Regions from separate parts of the Mus musculus genome. Here region 1 is linked to region 2. The links are chromatin contacts, called in public promoter capture Hi-C maps. All regions are on one chromosome and are shown on one strand. The core of a region is the stretch at or near the end of the contact, and the rest is flanking DNA. Distances in the headings are between cores, read along the strand shown.

What was found. Promoter capture Hi-C pulls out the DNA fragments that hold promoters and counts their contacts.
Region 1: a contact with region 2 is called in a promoter capture Hi-C map of hippocampal neurons, with 2.4 times the contacts expected there. The contact joins the promoter of BC034090 here to the promoter of Zfp648 in region 2. A contact is called at or near these places in 1 of 39 promoter capture datasets (hippocampal neurons) and 1 of 115 datasets of contacts at active chromatin or transcription factors (astrocytes).

The regions. Positions count from the first base shown.
Region 1 is chr1:155,242,918-155,246,544 of GRCm38.p6, forward strand. BC034090 (cDNA sequence BC034090) reads right to left here and starts at 1,615. Exons shown (of 10, transcript NM_001370865.1): 1 at 1,269-1,615. The coding sequence starts at 1,312. Gm31102 (a long non-coding RNA gene) reads left to right here and starts at 212. Exons shown (of 4, transcript XR_878641.3): 1 at 212-562.
Region 2 is chr1:154,199,851-154,203,539 of GRCm38.p6, forward strand. Zfp648 (zinc finger protein 648) reads left to right here and starts at 1,337. Exons shown (of 2, transcript NM_001204908.2): 1 at 1,337-1,578. The region is part of intron 1 of Gm30388 (a long non-coding RNA gene); the gene reads right to left.

The DNA.
Region 1 (3,627 bases), core at 365-2,864, 1.0 Mb after region 2:
ATGTCAAGCAAAGGCTTTTCAAACATGTCAACACTCTCTAAAATAATATATTTATATTATGTCTGTGATAGAATGTTATTTTATATAAATAAAGATATTTATTTATTATATAATATATAAATAAAAATATTATTTTTAACAGATGGAGAACTGAGGCATAGAGAAATTACATCACGTAGATGCCCTGGGGGAGACAAGCTTGTAACCAGAACCTTTCCATTCCAAGCCAGGACTCTCCGAGAACAGTGAGCCTTTAACCGCACCCCTTGTTCTCAGGTAAGACCTGAGTCCGCAGAGGTCCCAAGACTCACTAGAATTATACGGCCCCTTGGTGGCCTGGCTGATTCCAATAGCTTTACAGAGAATGACGTGACAACTGTTTTACTCCCTGTATAAGCTACTGTGTCTTAGTGACTACTCAGAACACTCAGAAGTCACCCTAGTCTACCTGTGTCCCATAGGAAGTAAACTCTCAGCGTGTAAGAATTTGGGCATAGAGTATATATTAGAGGTTAATTATTCCCTTCTCACAATAGGGATCCACCATAAGATGTTCTTAAAGGTAAGTCTCTTAAAGTAATTCATTATAATTATTAAATTAACATGTTTTTCAGAATATACATATTTTATGAAGCAAGATACATATATAACACAGAATTTCACAGCAGTAAATCTGTGAAGTTTAGGGATAGTAGAAGTCATTTTCTCTACTAGATCATCTGGAGCAGCGGTTCTTGGCATCACGGGGTCGCATATCAGATATACTGCATATCAGATATTCACATTATGATTCGTAACAGTAGCAAGATTACGGTCATTAAGTAGCAACGAAAATAATTTTATGGTTGGAGATCACCACATGATAAACTTAAACTGTACTAAAGGGTCGCAGCATTAAGACTGAGAATCACTGATCGAAAATGTACTAGGTTTCTCTTTGTGGCTCAGCTACCTCTTCTCTGAGATCCAATCCAGAAGCCCAGGTTGTAATGTGAGCTTTTAGAAAAATTGATGGGTCAACCCTGGAGCTTCGCTCTAGACTTGTCCGCAGACCTTAAGGAATGAGACAGTCGGGACTGAAGGCCTCCGGACGACCTTCCTGGAAGATGTCGTAACTCCTAGCACCGATGCTCTAACTCAGAAAAAAACCTGGAATGAAAATGGACAGGAAGGGCGAGCCTCCACGACCCTTCCAGCTCTGCGGCGGCCGGAGGTCGGGTGTCCCCGGGTGTGCCCCGCCACCCCGCCCGGGTCCTCTCGGTACTCACTGAGAGCGGCGCGCGGGCTTGGCCGCCGCCTCCATCCCCTCCATCCCTCGGAGAGGCGAGGCCCTGCCCCACTCTCCCCGTCCGGGGCCGCTGCAGAGTCCCGGGCCGGACTCGCCCTGAATTCGGGCGGGCGGACGGGAGTGTGGCCCGCAGGCCTCGTCCCCGGAGCGTGTCCCGCCCCGGGTCCCACGAGGCGAGGCCGGGCTGGCAGGAGTGCGCGGCGCCCCTGGCCCCGCTGGGCGCCTGGAGCCGTAGCGACCGCTACTTCATAGCTTTGCTTGAAGGTGAAAGGCCCAGCCAGCGGCCTCGCGGGCCGGCCTGGGAAGAGAGGGCGAGGAAGGCGAGAGGAGGGGCGGCGGAAGGGGCTGGAGGAGCCGCGACCTCGGCCTGTCCCCACCCCCCAGCCTCCCGCGGCCTCCCAGGGTCGTGGCCACTCGACCCGGGCGCACGCCGGGAGCCCAGAGCCTCCTCGGCTCCGCTCCACTCCTGGAGCCAGGGCCGCCTAGACGGCCGGAGGATGCGCCCTGAATTTGGGGCTCACTGGCTGCCACGGGGCCGTTGTCCCGGGCGCCGATCAGCTCCCTCCCCGGGGACACGGGCGCGAAAGCGGAGGGGCGCCCGGGTGACTCGGGGGCGCAGCCGGAGCGCAAAAGGCGACAAGCTTCAGCCGACTCCACCGGCTCCGCTGGAGCGAGAAGCTGAGGACCGGACTTTGTGTGGAGAACGTTTCGGGATGGGTCGGTGGGCTTCTCCGCAGGGCCGCCCCATCACCCTTGGGCGCCCTCTTAGGTCAAGATCATTCAAGGTTCGTTGAGGCCTTGGGGTAAGCTGGCGTTGACTGCTCATCCGGAGCCACCAAGAGCTGGGCCTGCATTGCCAGCTGCTTGGGGAAGGGACCGCTTCTGGGGCAGTGGAGGATTCCCGAACAGACCTGGGTACAGGCCTCCGTGAAGGAGCCACCAAATGGCTGGCAATTGTGCCCAAATCCATGGAGCTTCCTCTTTCTAACCAGGAGGTGACTAAGTCTCTCCAATGTCCAAACCCATTTTGACTATTCCCCTACCCCCAAAGGAACAGTAAGAAGAACCAGGACATTTCAGACGTCTCTGAAAAGAGAAAGTGGTCTCTCTTCTTTCTTTGGCCAACAAGTTTCACTTACTTAATCTTTTGTGCTGCTAGATGGCCGGTGTAGCTACTGGAAAGGATGCACAAAGCTAAGGTCCTAGCAGAGCACAGGAGAGAGAGGGCAGTTCTACCCCTTGTGCGGGTGTAATCCTGTAGTCCCAGTTGTTCAGAGATTAAAGCAGGAGGATCCTGCTGCAAGTTCGAGGCCAGCCTAGGCAATTTAGTGAGACATGTTCTCAAAAGGAAAAGGGGAGAAATGGGCTGAGGATGTAGGGATGGGTGTAGAGAATTTGCCTATTGTGCAAGAGGCCCTGGGTTCAAACCGAGTCCCATGGAAACAGAAAGGATGTCTATCTCCCTTTAAGGGAGCTGGATGGGGGAGGGAACACCGAGGCAGGCAATCTGGTCTGAGCCGCACCCTGGGAAACTGACAGTAGATTGGCCCAGGACCGGTTTAGGAACCAAGGGGTTTATCCTGGGCAAACCCTGTGTAAGTGAGCAGGTTCAAGGCTCACGGCTCTGTGGAGCAGGGTCTGAAGCGTCTTCCTGCCATGTTCGCAGAGTAAGTTCCTCCACAAGGCACTTTCTGCTCTGGTTTAGTGCTGATCGATCACCATACACTGACAACTCAGTCCCTAGAGTGGCTGCCTCTTGCTGCAACCTCAAGATTCAGAACTATTGTCCCTTTGTACAAATGAGGTGACCAATCGGAACAAAGCTGGTAAATGGCAGGTCTTCAAGAACCCCCGACGGACACGATATTGAGTGTGGTGGTTGGCGTCTGCAGCAGAACATGAAATATTTCGTTTTTGAAAATTCAGATCGAGGGGTTAGAAAGATGCCTCAGTAAGAGCACCTGCTGCTGCTCTTGCAGGGGACTGGAGTTGGGTTCCCAGCACTCATGTGTGTGTGTGTGTGTGTGTGTGTGTGTGTGTGTGTGTGTGTGTATGTGTGTTTGTGTGTGTATGTGTGTGTGTTTGTATGTGTGTTTGTGTGTGTATGTGTGTTTGTGTGTGTATATGTGTGTATGTGTGTGTATGTGTGTGTGTGTGTGTGTGTGTGTGTGTGTGTGTGTGTGTGTGTGTGTGTGTTGGAGTTGGCTGGGCTTCTTACTCCAGCTTCAGGGAGTCTGATGCCCCCTTCTGACTTCCAGGGGTACCTTCACACACATGGCATACACACAAATAAAAATAAAAATCTTAAAAAACAAAAAACCTTCAAGTCAGGTGGTGAT
Region 2 (3,689 bases), core at 87-2,586:
GAGAACTTTTGTTGGGTGCCAATGTTCCTGTCAGAATTGTAGCACTAACAAGGGCCAGAAGGGAAACAGAGCCAGCCATATTATCCAGGAAACCAGCAACATCAGCATAGTAACAAAAGGCAGCTAACCAGCCTTCCTTCATGCCACCTTCTCTCTTCTCTTTCCTCCAACAACGGTCTAGAACACAATGCAATGCAGGTTAACTTCACTTGAGGTCCACTTGTCTCATCCTCTGAGGCTGCAAGAACAGGTGTGCTCCACCACACATTATTTACCAGCTATTTTTTTCTGTGTACTATGTGTACTATGTTCCGGACATATTGTTGGCCTCTTGCCATGTTATTATTAGCTTAGTCTTTTCCCAAGCCCACCATGATGGTGATGCTATCCTAATCCTCACTTTTGAGATGAGGAGCTAAGGGACTCAGATATTTAATAGCTTGCCCAAGGTCAACCTAGTGGGTGGTAAGATTCAAACCCAGAACTAGGACCTTTCTGTCTACCAGCATTAATTTTGGCCACATAGTGACATCGCAGGCAGCATATTCCAAATTACTATTTTAATGTCCTAAGCACTCACTCTAATAAAAGAATATTAGGTATGTGGGGTTTTGTGTGTTTGGTTGGATTTTTTTTCTTTTTTTAGCATATTAGTTTTGAGAGCTCATAATTCAGAACTACTGAGCCTTTTATCCTGGGTCAACTACTCTGTTCCCAATAGCCCACATGGTAATCAGTGCTGGGAGATGGAGAGAGAGTCAGAGCAGTCTTGGCATCTGTACCACTAACCTGTGCTTCCCACACCAGCTAAACTGCTGTGAGCATTTCTTGAGCCAATAATTGGGCCAATAAAAGAATTTGAAGACACTCCCTAACCCCACTGGACCCACAGCTCTGTATAGGTAGGTACTAGATAGGGGAGAAGGTGGGCATTAGAGTGTGTGTGTGTGGGTAAGGTGGCTCCTAGAGGGAGGGAGAAGATAGAGTCTAGAATAGGAAGAAGGCTGGTCATAGGATGGGGAGAGGGCAGGTCCTAGAGAGAGGTAGAGTCTAGACTAGGGATGAAGTGGGGGTTAAATTGAGGAAGGGCTGTTAGAGGCTTTTTCCTGAAATGTTCCCCCCAGAAAATGACATGAAATTGGAGGTTCGCGAGCACAGCAGGGCAGGAGTGAAGGAAGAATGGCTTGCTCTGTGAGAGGAAGGAGTGAGGACAGACAGGAGGCCCAGGACCACCTGCAGGAGGACTGAGAGGCCTCTGAGGAGGGAGTGGAAGGGAGGAGAGCCAGCTGTGGCAGGAAGGGAAGGCGGGGAACCGAGGGAGCCTGAGTTTCAGCTCAGTTCAGGCAGAGAGAGGGCAGTCTCAGGCTGCTCTGTGGATGTAGGCAAGAAGGTTGAATGTAATACATTGGCCCCACCTCCTGAGCCCCTCTCTGAAGCTGCTGCATTGGACAGGAAAGAAAGGGTGAGATAACAGAGACATGGAGACATCGTCTCTGCTCTCAGGAATTTCTGGTTCCAGTAGCTGAGAGGTGAGACAAAAGCCTGGACAAGGTGCTCCACACGTCTGCGTTTTTTCAGGTAAGCAACTGCGTATGTGGAAGCCAGAAAGGGCAAGGGCTTAAGCAGAGGAGGAGGGGGGAGGTGGCGGGAGGTGGAGGAAGCTGGCAGGGGGGCAGGGAAAGGAGCAGGAGCTGGCGCAGGAGCAGGAACAAGCCCCAGGCCAGGCTTCTGAAGCATGTCTGGGTATAGAGTGGGAGAACTGGGGCCTGCACCGGGGCCACGGCTGGCTGCTGGGTGTGGATGAAGTTCAAGGCTGCAGAACCAGTACATCTGGAGAGGAGAAGAAGTCCCAGACCCGGCACCTTTTCAGCGGTCCTCTTCCTGACAAGGTACATTTGTGTGGACTTTGCCAGATAACCGTACCCAGACTCCCTGATCTCCTCTTAGCCTTCTTCCTGGCTGAGAAAGAACAAGTCTTCGACTGCTCTGGAAGGGAGAAGGCAGGGTGACTGTATTCAGTGGGAATGGGGCCTTACCAGAAAAGGGATTCTCTGTCAGGAAAGGCAATCTGCCCTGAGAGTCCAGAGAAAGGTAAGCTAGCAGAACCCTGATACCCTGTGGAGGCGAGGAATAAGACACAGGCTATGGACAACAGGGCACACATAGGTGACAAATAGAGAAGGTGAATGTTCCACAGAGTGGACTAAGAGGGATGAGCATACACAGTATGCTGTCACAGAGCGAGAATGAGACCTCAGGTACCTACTTCATACAAAGCCAGCGTCCCTCTGTCCCCCAGCTAGGGCACTCCAGACCTGCCACAGTGTGCTAATCATCTGGAGTTTGCTAGCACTGCGTCTCTTCTGTGTGTTACACATACACACATGCACATAGTTGATCTCCAAGCTCCAAAATGCTGAAAATATTCCAGACTTAGTGTTCTGGTCCAAACATACCTCAGCCATACTCTGACATCTTATGAGCTCAGTGTATCAAAAGGAATACCCCTGGGCTTCGGGACACAGAGGGACATGAAATACTGAACACAGGTAGGTCTACAATACGTCTTCTCTTAATCCACAGCTTCTGTACGCAAAATAAGAAGGGAAGCTTCCTTGTACTCCACACACACACACACACACACACACACACACACACACACACACACACACACACACACACCAGGCAGTAAGCAGGTAGGAGTGGGGGAGGACAGGTACAGGACATGCCGAGTACGAGACGTCTCCTGTCATTCCTGCTGAGGTGGGGGTGGAAAGTGGTGCAGTCAGTGAGGGACTTCGGTGACAGATACTGTTCGGTGACTAATATTCCTGGCCACCCAGAGCAGCAGTCTGTGCAGCATGCATCCCAACTCTCAGAGGGCCTTGGCCTCTTTCTCCTGCAGAGGGCAATCTGGGTCAATGAGCACAGGGAGGCGTCCAGTGCTGAGCCAGCACAGCCAAGGCTTCTTGGCCCAGCAAACACAAGGGGCTTTGATGCTTGCAGAGAGCAGCAGCGCTCCCTCTCCAGGATGCTGTGTGTGGCTGCTTTTGGCAAGGCCTAACCCCAGGGCTGGCCTTGCTCTGGAGGCCACAGCTAAGAGGTAGTAGCGCTTGAGGTTCTACACACAGCCATGGAATTGGAGAGAAGGGCCTGAGCTGGTGTCTGTGAGCTGGGTGGCCCTGGTCATAGACCTCGTTAAAGTTCAGGGTCCTGTCTGTAAGATGAAAGGGGATACAATAATAGCAGCCTCTATTTGGAAGGTCTCTGGAAGGAACAAGTAAAGATGTGTCTGGGAAATAGCAGAGAAAGTGCCCAGAAAGCCGGGAAAGTCAGGACTTCCAGTATCTGGCTGCCATCCTTAATATTGTATATTGCATGCCTTGCTGTCCAAATGTTAGGTCCATGCTTGTCAATTTGGGGAACATGTAGGTATGTAAGCCACGGGGGTTCATATGGCCAACTTAGGGAAAGGTTAAACATTGCAGCTGAAGATGAACATAGAATATGAATTCCCATGTGTAAACCTAAACTCCAGGTGACCATCCCTTTCTCCCTGTCTCTGTTCACCTTCCATGGGAGAAGGCCTTTTTATTCATTGCAAAGACCTTAAAGGCCTTGCGTAAGCAGACAGGAGGCTTGGAAACCTGTCTGCTGTCTTGTGTCATCGCCCCATTTTTCTGGGGGAC